Linked DNA regions of Mus musculus: region 1 is linked to region 2. The links are chromatin contacts, called in public ChIA-PET maps. All regions are on one chromosome and are shown on one strand. The core of a region is the stretch at or near the end of the contact, and the rest is flanking DNA. Distances in the headings are between cores, read along the strand shown. Region 1 holds the start of Pcgf1 (polycomb group ring finger 1). Region 2 overlaps Hk2 (hexokinase 2).

Region 1 (3,960 bases), core at 83-2,582, 330 kb before region 2:
AGCTGTTCATCATATCGATAATAGTGGGCTTTAGAGTGGTCAAAACTGCTGAAGGGGAGGCCAAGGTTGCTCAGGGCTGGCTCTGAGGAAAAGTAGATATTGAGGAGGCTGGTACAGGTTCCATACCCTCTTCTCCCCAGAGAGCAAAACCAGGCAAAAGAGATGCTCTGAGGGCTTTAATTGCCCCCCTCCCCCAAATGAGCACCAAGGACATACCTTCACCACTGGGCTGGGAGACTCTGTCTAAGCCTCGGGACTGATAGAATTCCCGAATCCGTTTCTCTTCACCTAAGGAGGGGTGAAGGGCAGCCATATTAATTCTCTTTGTTTTGGCTGTTGACCTCTTTATCTTTGTATTTTTTTGATTCCCAACAAAACTGTTGGGAACAAAACGTCAAGGTGCCACCCAGCATTAGAGTCAGGAGGCCCCACAAATATAAGGTGGCCACTCACTGTCTTGCAAGCCTGGCACTAGCTTATACACTATGTCCTGCATGACCCGATCCAGTTTGAGATTGAGCAACGGCTGCGTCTCGTGGATCTTGATGTTGCACATGGGGCAGTACTTGCTGGTTTGCAGGTACTTCACGATACAACTTTTGCAGACTGTAAGAGGAGAAACGAAGATGCTCAGGTCCCTTGGGAACCCGACACATGGGACAGGCAGCACAGAGGCTGGCAGCCAGCTTGGAAGAGGAGAGACAGGATCCGGGACACTCACAGGTGTGGAGACACTCTGTGATGGTGGTGGCATCCACGAAGTAGCCCGCGCACAGGCAGCAAACGATGTGTTCATTCAGGTCTTTGATCTTCACCCGGACCTCCTCCTGTGGACACACCCTCAGTCACTCCCCACTGGTCTTGCAAGCCCACCCCATCTCACCTTCTGCAATTCCCAGCAACAGAGCAGTTTGTTATTGGACTGGGTCGTCTGGCCCCCGAGAAGAGACGGGGGAGTGAGCTCCCCCTTCGCCCAGCAGAGGGCTCCGCGCACAGCGGGTGCTCTCTTTTCGCGGACCCGCCTGACTCTCTTTTTTCCCTCGGGAGACCAGACGCTGTCGGAGACACAACGCGCAAGCGTCCAAGTCCAGCGTTTGGCAACTCGGCCAGAATCGCGCGTGCGTATCGCGCACCCCGTGGCTGCGCAAGCGCACTGGGCGCCCATCCCGCCGCCACCCGTCCTCTCCTTCGTTTGGGTTCACACAGCTAACGGACCCCAGCAGTCATCCCGCTGCCCCTGCACCTCGTTCCGTAGTGGGTCCATCTTGTACACTGACTGGAGCTGGTTCCGAAGCCTCATCGCGATCGCAATCTGGCCCCCCTGAGGAGACGCCATCTTAAAGGCTGATCCCAGCCCGCCACTTCCGGTACCGCCTGCGGGGCGGGACTTGTCTCCTAGCAACGAGGGCCTCACATTCTCCGGATTGGCTAGTTTTCCGGCACACCCCGCCCTCGCCCCCTCTTTAGCTCCCCGTGTGCTCACCTGAGCCCGCTGCCCCCCCAACAATCGGTGGTCGTTATGGAGGGGGGTTGAGTGAAGCAGGGTCTCTGCGGTGCACGCTCCCACGGGCGTCCTTCCAACGGCGCGCACACAACCTCTGGATCAACTTCGGTAGCTTGTGCTAAGAGAGCCTGTGTGCCCTGGGACCCCGAAGCCGGGCTATCGCCCGCCGCTACAGCTCCGGAGTGTGGGAGTCCTGGGACCCGACCTCGCCTCCGACCCGGGGTCCTCTCTATACAGTGCAGTCCTGCTCCGCTGCGGCGTCCGCGTTGCGGAGCTGCGTCCCAGCCGCGGGCCTTCTCCCGTCTGCGCCGCGGGAGTTTTTTCCGGGCTCGCGAAGTCTGGGAGAGGGTGCCCTGGGCGGGGTGGAGAGGGAGAGACCCCCCGGGGAACCGGGAGCTCTTACTCCCCACTCTCTCCCTGCTGCCGAGGATGGGGAGAATAGGCCCTGGCTAATGATGATGATTTAATCATCGGCGCCTGCGGAGGCCTGGGACAGACTAATGCAGAGCAGATGCCGAAGGAGGAGGGGAGGATTGACAGCGAGGAGACTTGGGCAGCGAGTGCCTGCAGTAGCATAGGCCCGGGCCCGCACTTGGGGAGGACACAGGGGTTCCCGGGTCTGGTACACTGTCATCACTGGGTCCCTACGGCGGAATTTTAAAAGAATAAATTTACTCTGAAGCGTTATTAGCATCGAGTACAACTGGAGATTCGAGTGAGAGGGGAGAGACTGGCGGAAACTTGAAAGGCTCTCTGGAGAAAATTGGGACTCTTGTGTGGGCATGATTGACAAATGGATGCACGAGAGGTATAAATGTGATGGAAATAGAAAAAAAAGGCAGTGTGAAGAGGAACGACCAAAGAAACAGGTGTGGATTGAGAGCCCCAATGGAAGGAATGGGGTCTAAAAGAACTGGAATAATTAGGTTGAAGGTAACAGGAACCTCACAGAAAGGAGTGTATGTCTGTTACCCCATAAGTGGTAGTACATAAGCGTCAGGAAAGTATTAAAGACTTGTTAATCGACTACATACAGCTATGGTTTACCTTCCTGGCCCAGGCCACCTAGTCACCTCTGAGCCACTGCAGGTCTTGACTGCTTGCCCATGTCTATATCGTTCCCTCTTTAGACCTTTCTTCCCACAGCATGGCAAAGTGATTCTGATCATAGGTTACAAAGAACACACGTTTTTGATGATGTGTTTCTCATGTTGATGGTGGTGCTAGTTTAGTGGACATGTACATGGGGCAAAACCAATTACAGTATACACTTTAAATACTTGCAACTTGCAGCGTATCATAAATTAGACCTCAAGAAAACTGTTAAAAGTGAGTTCCAGCTGGGCAGTGGTGGCACACGCCTTTAATCCGAACACTTGGGAGGCAGAGGCAGCCGGTTTTTTGAGTTCAAGGCCAGCCTGGTTTACAGAGTGAGTTCCAGGACATCCAGGGCTACACAGGGAAACCCTGTCTCAGAAGAAAAAAAAAAAAAAAAAAAAAAAAAAGCAGGGCATGGTGGCGCACACCTTTAATCCCAGCACTGTATAGCTAGGGCTATAGAGAAACCCTGTCTCGAAAAAAACAAAAAACTGTTAAAAAAAAAAATGGCACAAGCTTAGGGGATCAGGAGTGCAGGGCCATCCTAGGCTACATAGCAAATTTGAGGCTAACCTAGACACTTAAGACTGTCTCAAAATCAACAAAAACAATAAGTAAATCATAACATTGAAAAAATTGTGGAGCCAAGTATGGTGACACACACCTTTAATTCTAACAGGCAGGGCAGAGGCAGTAGATCTCTTGAGTTTGAGCCCAGCCTGGTTTACAGAGCAAGTTCTAGGATAGCCAGGGCTATATAGAGAAATCATGTCTCAAAAAACCAAAACAAATAATCTGCTTGGTTTTTGTCCTTTTCCAATTTAAGATATTTTAATAGTGCAGAGCGTACAGCTCAGTAGTAAAGTGCTTGCCCCAGCTCTTTGTTGACCCTAGGAACATACAAGTAAGCAACCTCAAGGACTAGAGAGATGGCTCAGATGCTAAGCACTGGCTGCTCTTTCAGAAGACTTCTGTTCACTTCTCAGCACCATATAAAAGGTTTCCAACACTCTGTCACTCCAGCTGTAGACAATCCAGTGCCCTAGGCTGGCCTCGCAGGCACTATACCATGTATGTGGCACACATACATACATGGCACTCTGGCCTCACAGGCACTATACCATGTATGTGACACACAGACATACATGGAGACAAAACACTCGTGCACATAAATCTAAAACCAAACCAAACCCCAAAACTTGATAGCTTCCCTTTCCAGTCAGAATAAAAGTCTAAGGTCTTGCACGGGTTCTCTAGCCACACTGGGCTCCTCGATGCTTGTTCCGTAGACACACTGAGATGGGCTCTGCTTTGACACGCTGGCCATCCTTGTCTCTTTCCCCATCAGGTCTCCACGA
Region 2 (3,975 bases), core at 1,142-3,641:
TGAATTACAAAGTAATAAAAATATCTTATCATCGAGGAAGCCAGACATAAAGCTGGGTGTGATAAGACATGCCGATAATCCTAGGACTCTGGAGGCAAGCCTGGGTTACATGGAGACTGTCTGACAGACAGACAGACAGACAGACAGACAGAAAGAAAGGAAGGAAGGAAGGAAGGAAAGAAAGAAAGAAAGAAAGAAAGAAAGAAAGAAAGAAAGAAAGAAAGAAAGAAAGAAGAGAATGGAAGGAAGGAAGGAAGGACCAAGTGTATCGAGAAAAAGTGAGCCAGTTGCCCACCCTCACCCACGAGTGACACGAGTGACTGGTTCTGAAGTCTTAACTGCTTCTCATGAGTCAGTTTGATCTTGTCTTTTTCCAAATTGACAGTGGCCCTCCTTTGTCTGTCTACAGAACATGGCGAGTTCCTGGCTCTGGACCTTGGAGGAACCAACTTCCGTGTGCTCCGAGTAAGGGTGACAGACAATGGTCTCCAGAGGGTGGAGATGGAGAACCAGATCTACGCCATTCCCGAGGACATCATGCGGGGCAGTGGAACCCAGGTACAGCTTTGCTGTTGTAGCCACTGAGCTACCAATGCCTGTGGGACACCCTGCATCTTCTCCCACCACAGGACAGTCACTAGGACATCCTGGACACTGTTCCAGCTGTAAGGTTTCCCGTGGTGGGAGCCTTGACTATTCCTGCCATATTTTGTGCCCAGAGGGCACTTGGCAATAAAATAAGTTTACGTGCACATTTTGAAAGAGGTGGGACCTCAACAGCCTAATTGACCTTCTCCCACCAACCAGGTTAGTCCTGGAAAAAGGAGTGTTGATTGTGAGCTGAGCCAGCAAGGGAGATATCATCAGATCCTTTGCTTGCCCTGAGGGTCAGCTTGCCTCCTTTGGAGGCTGGGTATCTGGGATTGTGGGCATTTTAGTTCTCCTGAAGATGTCTCATGGTCGTTGTGTGATGTCAGGAGGAACACTGTCGAGGCACCATGGTGGGGTGTTTGCATAAAAGACTGGATCTTGTTTTGGGATGATCTCGCTGTATGATTCTGAGCTAAAGGGTACCAGCCAGGAGTACCCTAGTCGTCTGTTTGTAGAGAAGGGTGGTAGGGTGCTAGTTAGGTCATGGGCTGAGAGGGGAGCTGTGGTGACTTCAACACCTGGCAGGCTTGCTGGGGCCTGCTGCTCTACACAGGAGCGTGCCCAGTCTTCAGATTGTCTTCCTGCTCTGTATTGTACCTCATCGGTGTTGTTCCCCCTCATGAAGAATGTGCTAGCCTTTTCTCCGTATTGCTTCTGTCTCGTTCTGGGCCCTGCTACCAGATGACAAATATTTGAGAACCAAGTAAGACAATGCCAAAAACACACCAGAAGTTTGGCTGTGGTTGTGAAAAACCACATTGCGATGTGTGTGCAATGTGTTGGGCGAATCTCGTCTCCGTAGACCTCTTTCTTCTATAATAGGAAGGTCACAGGCATCCCATGGTCCTGGCAGCTTTCCCTGCAGAGCCTGGCCAGGGCTTGCCACTTGAGTTGACATTTGCAGTGTGTCTGTCCACCTAGAAAGAGAATCTGTTTCTAACACTCATGATCCCAAAAGTTCAAATTTACCTTGAAATATCTCAGACTGTCGGGGCCAGGTACACATCTGTAATCCTAGCATTTGAGAGACTGAGCCTGGAGGATTGAGAGTTCAAGGCCAGCCTGGGCTATATATAGTGTGACCTTGTTTCCAAATGAAAGTCAAACCTATGAAAATAATTAAAATGTGACACCTGATAATAAAATACCTAATAGTGAAAACATCTCAAACCACCAAAATTAAAGAAAATCATTTCTATTCTTTTTCTTTTAGCTACATTGAGAGAGAGAGAGAGAGAGAGAGAGAGAGAGAGAGAGAGAGAGAAGGTCAGAGGATAATTTGTGGGAATCAATTCTCTCTACTATGTAGATTCTGGGGTTCACACACCGGTGGTCAGGCTTGTTGTTAAGTGTCATCTTACCAGCCCAGTTTTTTAAAAGGGGGAAGAAGTAGATTTTTAAAATGCAGTTTTATTAGATCAAAAGCTAAATTATCAAGCCTCAGACTTGCAACAGTCCTTAAGAGCTGTGAACCTGTCGGGAGAGAACTCTATCTTCTGCTCACTGGTTTCTATCTCAGAGAACTTGGTGCCCCTTCTTCCTCAGCTTCTTGATGCTGGCCCCGGCGGGCGCCCGCACACCCTGCTGAGGTTTTTTAGGTCTATCTCAGGACAAGAGGAGTGAGACATCCTCCTGTCAATAAGGAAAAGGAAATGTGTGGAGCACAGAGCTGGCAGACCGATGCCCTTTGAGCCTTTTTATGGCAGGAAGGTGTTGAGTTCTCTAGCATCTCATGCCCCGTCCTCAGATAGCAGGAAGAGAGGGTTGGTCCTCCAACTCAGGGGAGCAGCTGTCTCCTCTCTTCCTTCTAGGAAGCGTGTAGGCTTTTGATCTTGCCGCTTACTCAGACCTTTTCTCAGTGGACTTGCCCTGTGGGAAACCACGAGTCACATGAAGCCTGGCAAACTGAAAATGTGACCAGCCAGCTGAATTTAGTTTGACTTGATATCAGGCTCTCAAGAGGTAGCCTAGGCTGCCAAATTCCCCATTTTCCTGTCTCAGCCTCCTGAATGTAGGGGCTTTTTTTTTCTTGCCTTCTGTGGGGAAGGCGGCTGGGGAAGGAACAGAGGTAAGGGCTGGGGACTAGGAAGATATATTTTGTTCCTTGCCTTAGATTAAGGTCCCCCCAATTCCCGTGACTGCTTGATGTTTCTGTGACTTGTTTCCTTTGGATAAAGATATTCACCCTAAAGGCTGTAAGGTGACAAAGAGCTCACATACCATGTGTAAGGCCTTGGGTTCAGTCTTCAGCGCTGGGAAAAAAGGGAAAGAATAAAGAAAAACTAACAAACACCGCTCTTGCCTTGGACTGGAGGTTCAAAGTTCAGCATCAACTGTGGGTAACCGTGCTTCGGATGAGACAGATGGGCAGGACCCAGGATGGGGGCTCAGCCAGCACTGCCTCCTCCTAGATTAGGCTGCCTTCCTTCCTGACTCCACCAGCTGCTCATCGCCCAGACATCAGGGAGCCGGTGGGCCTGTTAGCCCCATCCCTTATTGTTGAGATCTGGAGAGATTTTCGAGAGCTTGCTGGGTCTCTTGAGGGGTGTGTGAAGGCTTCAGGAGAGCATGGAGCAGTCGGCTTTCTCTCTAGGAATTAAATTCAAGTTGTATGCTTGGCACCAAATGCCAACCCTCTGAGCCGTGTCGCTGGCCCTTTGCTCCTTTCTGGGAAGGAACACACTTGTTTGTCTTCCATTCTTCCACTCCTTCTTCCACGCTTTTCCATCTTGCCACTTGGCCCTCTTTCCGTGGACTCTGTTTACCCTCTCCAGCCTCTGCTTACTCGCTATATCTCGTGCCCTGCCCTCTGTCTCTCAACATCTAGAGAGCTAAGCTTCTCTTTGAGGGTATGGAGTAGGTGACAGGGGACCTCTCGGTTGGTGGGCTCTGGCTTGACTGGAAGCCTGAGTTATCAGGAGTGCACCTCTCTGCATGTTGAGGTGGCTATGTGGGTCCTGCAGCCATTGCCCTGTCTTTTGTTTTGAAACTGGACATCAAAAATAGAGACTGGAGATGACTTGCTAGTTAAAAGCAATTGCTGTTTTATTAGGGGACAAGAGTTTGTATACCAGGGATCAGATCAAGCAACTCACAACACAACGGAGAACTAGTAACTGCAGTTCTCCATGGCCGCAAGTGTGACTGCATGTATACACCTGTGCGCGCGTGCACACGCACACACACACACACACACACACACACACACACACATATTTAAAAAAAAATAGAATAAGATAAACAACAAACCAAAAAATAATTTCCTTGAATTGCCTTCAGGGAATTTTTTTTCTTTTACAGAGGAAAAATAAAAAGGTTGTTTAT

The links. ChIA-PET counts read pairs in DNA pulled down with a chosen protein or histone mark.
Region 1: a contact with region 2 is called in an RNA polymerase II ChIA-PET map of memory CD8 T cells, with 8 read pairs. The contact joins the promoter of Pcgf1 here to the enhancer-like site in region 2. A contact is called at or near these places in 4 of 39 promoter capture datasets (the 3T3-L1 cell line, the C10 cell line, hippocampal neurons and 1 more), 2 of 484 Hi-C or Micro-C datasets (the G1E-ER4 cell line and myocytes) and 4 of 115 datasets of contacts at active chromatin or transcription factors (extraembryonic endoderm stem cells, memory CD8 T cells, microglia and 1 more).

The regions. Positions count from the first base shown.
Region 1 is chr6:83,075,762-83,079,721 of GRCm38.p6, reverse strand. Pcgf1 (polycomb group ring finger 1) reads right to left here and starts at 1,332. Exons shown (of 9, transcript NM_197992.1): 1 at 1,244-1,332; 2 at 722-827; 3 at 454-606; 4 at 217-288; 5 at 1-82. The coding sequence starts at 1,300.
Region 2 is chr6:82,745,772-82,749,746 of GRCm38.p6, reverse strand. It overlaps Hk2 (hexokinase 2), which reads left to right. Exons shown (of 18, transcript NM_013820.3): 3 at 410-558. Among named protein-coding and RNA genes, the nearest start is that of Hk2, 27 kb to the left of the region's middle. Within about 2 kb of position 2,391, at least 36 of the 459 cell types and tissues checked have an H3K27ac peak or open chromatin away from gene starts, as enhancers often do. A contact at or near this core is called in the G1E-ER4 cell line and memory CD8 T cells, where this site is marked.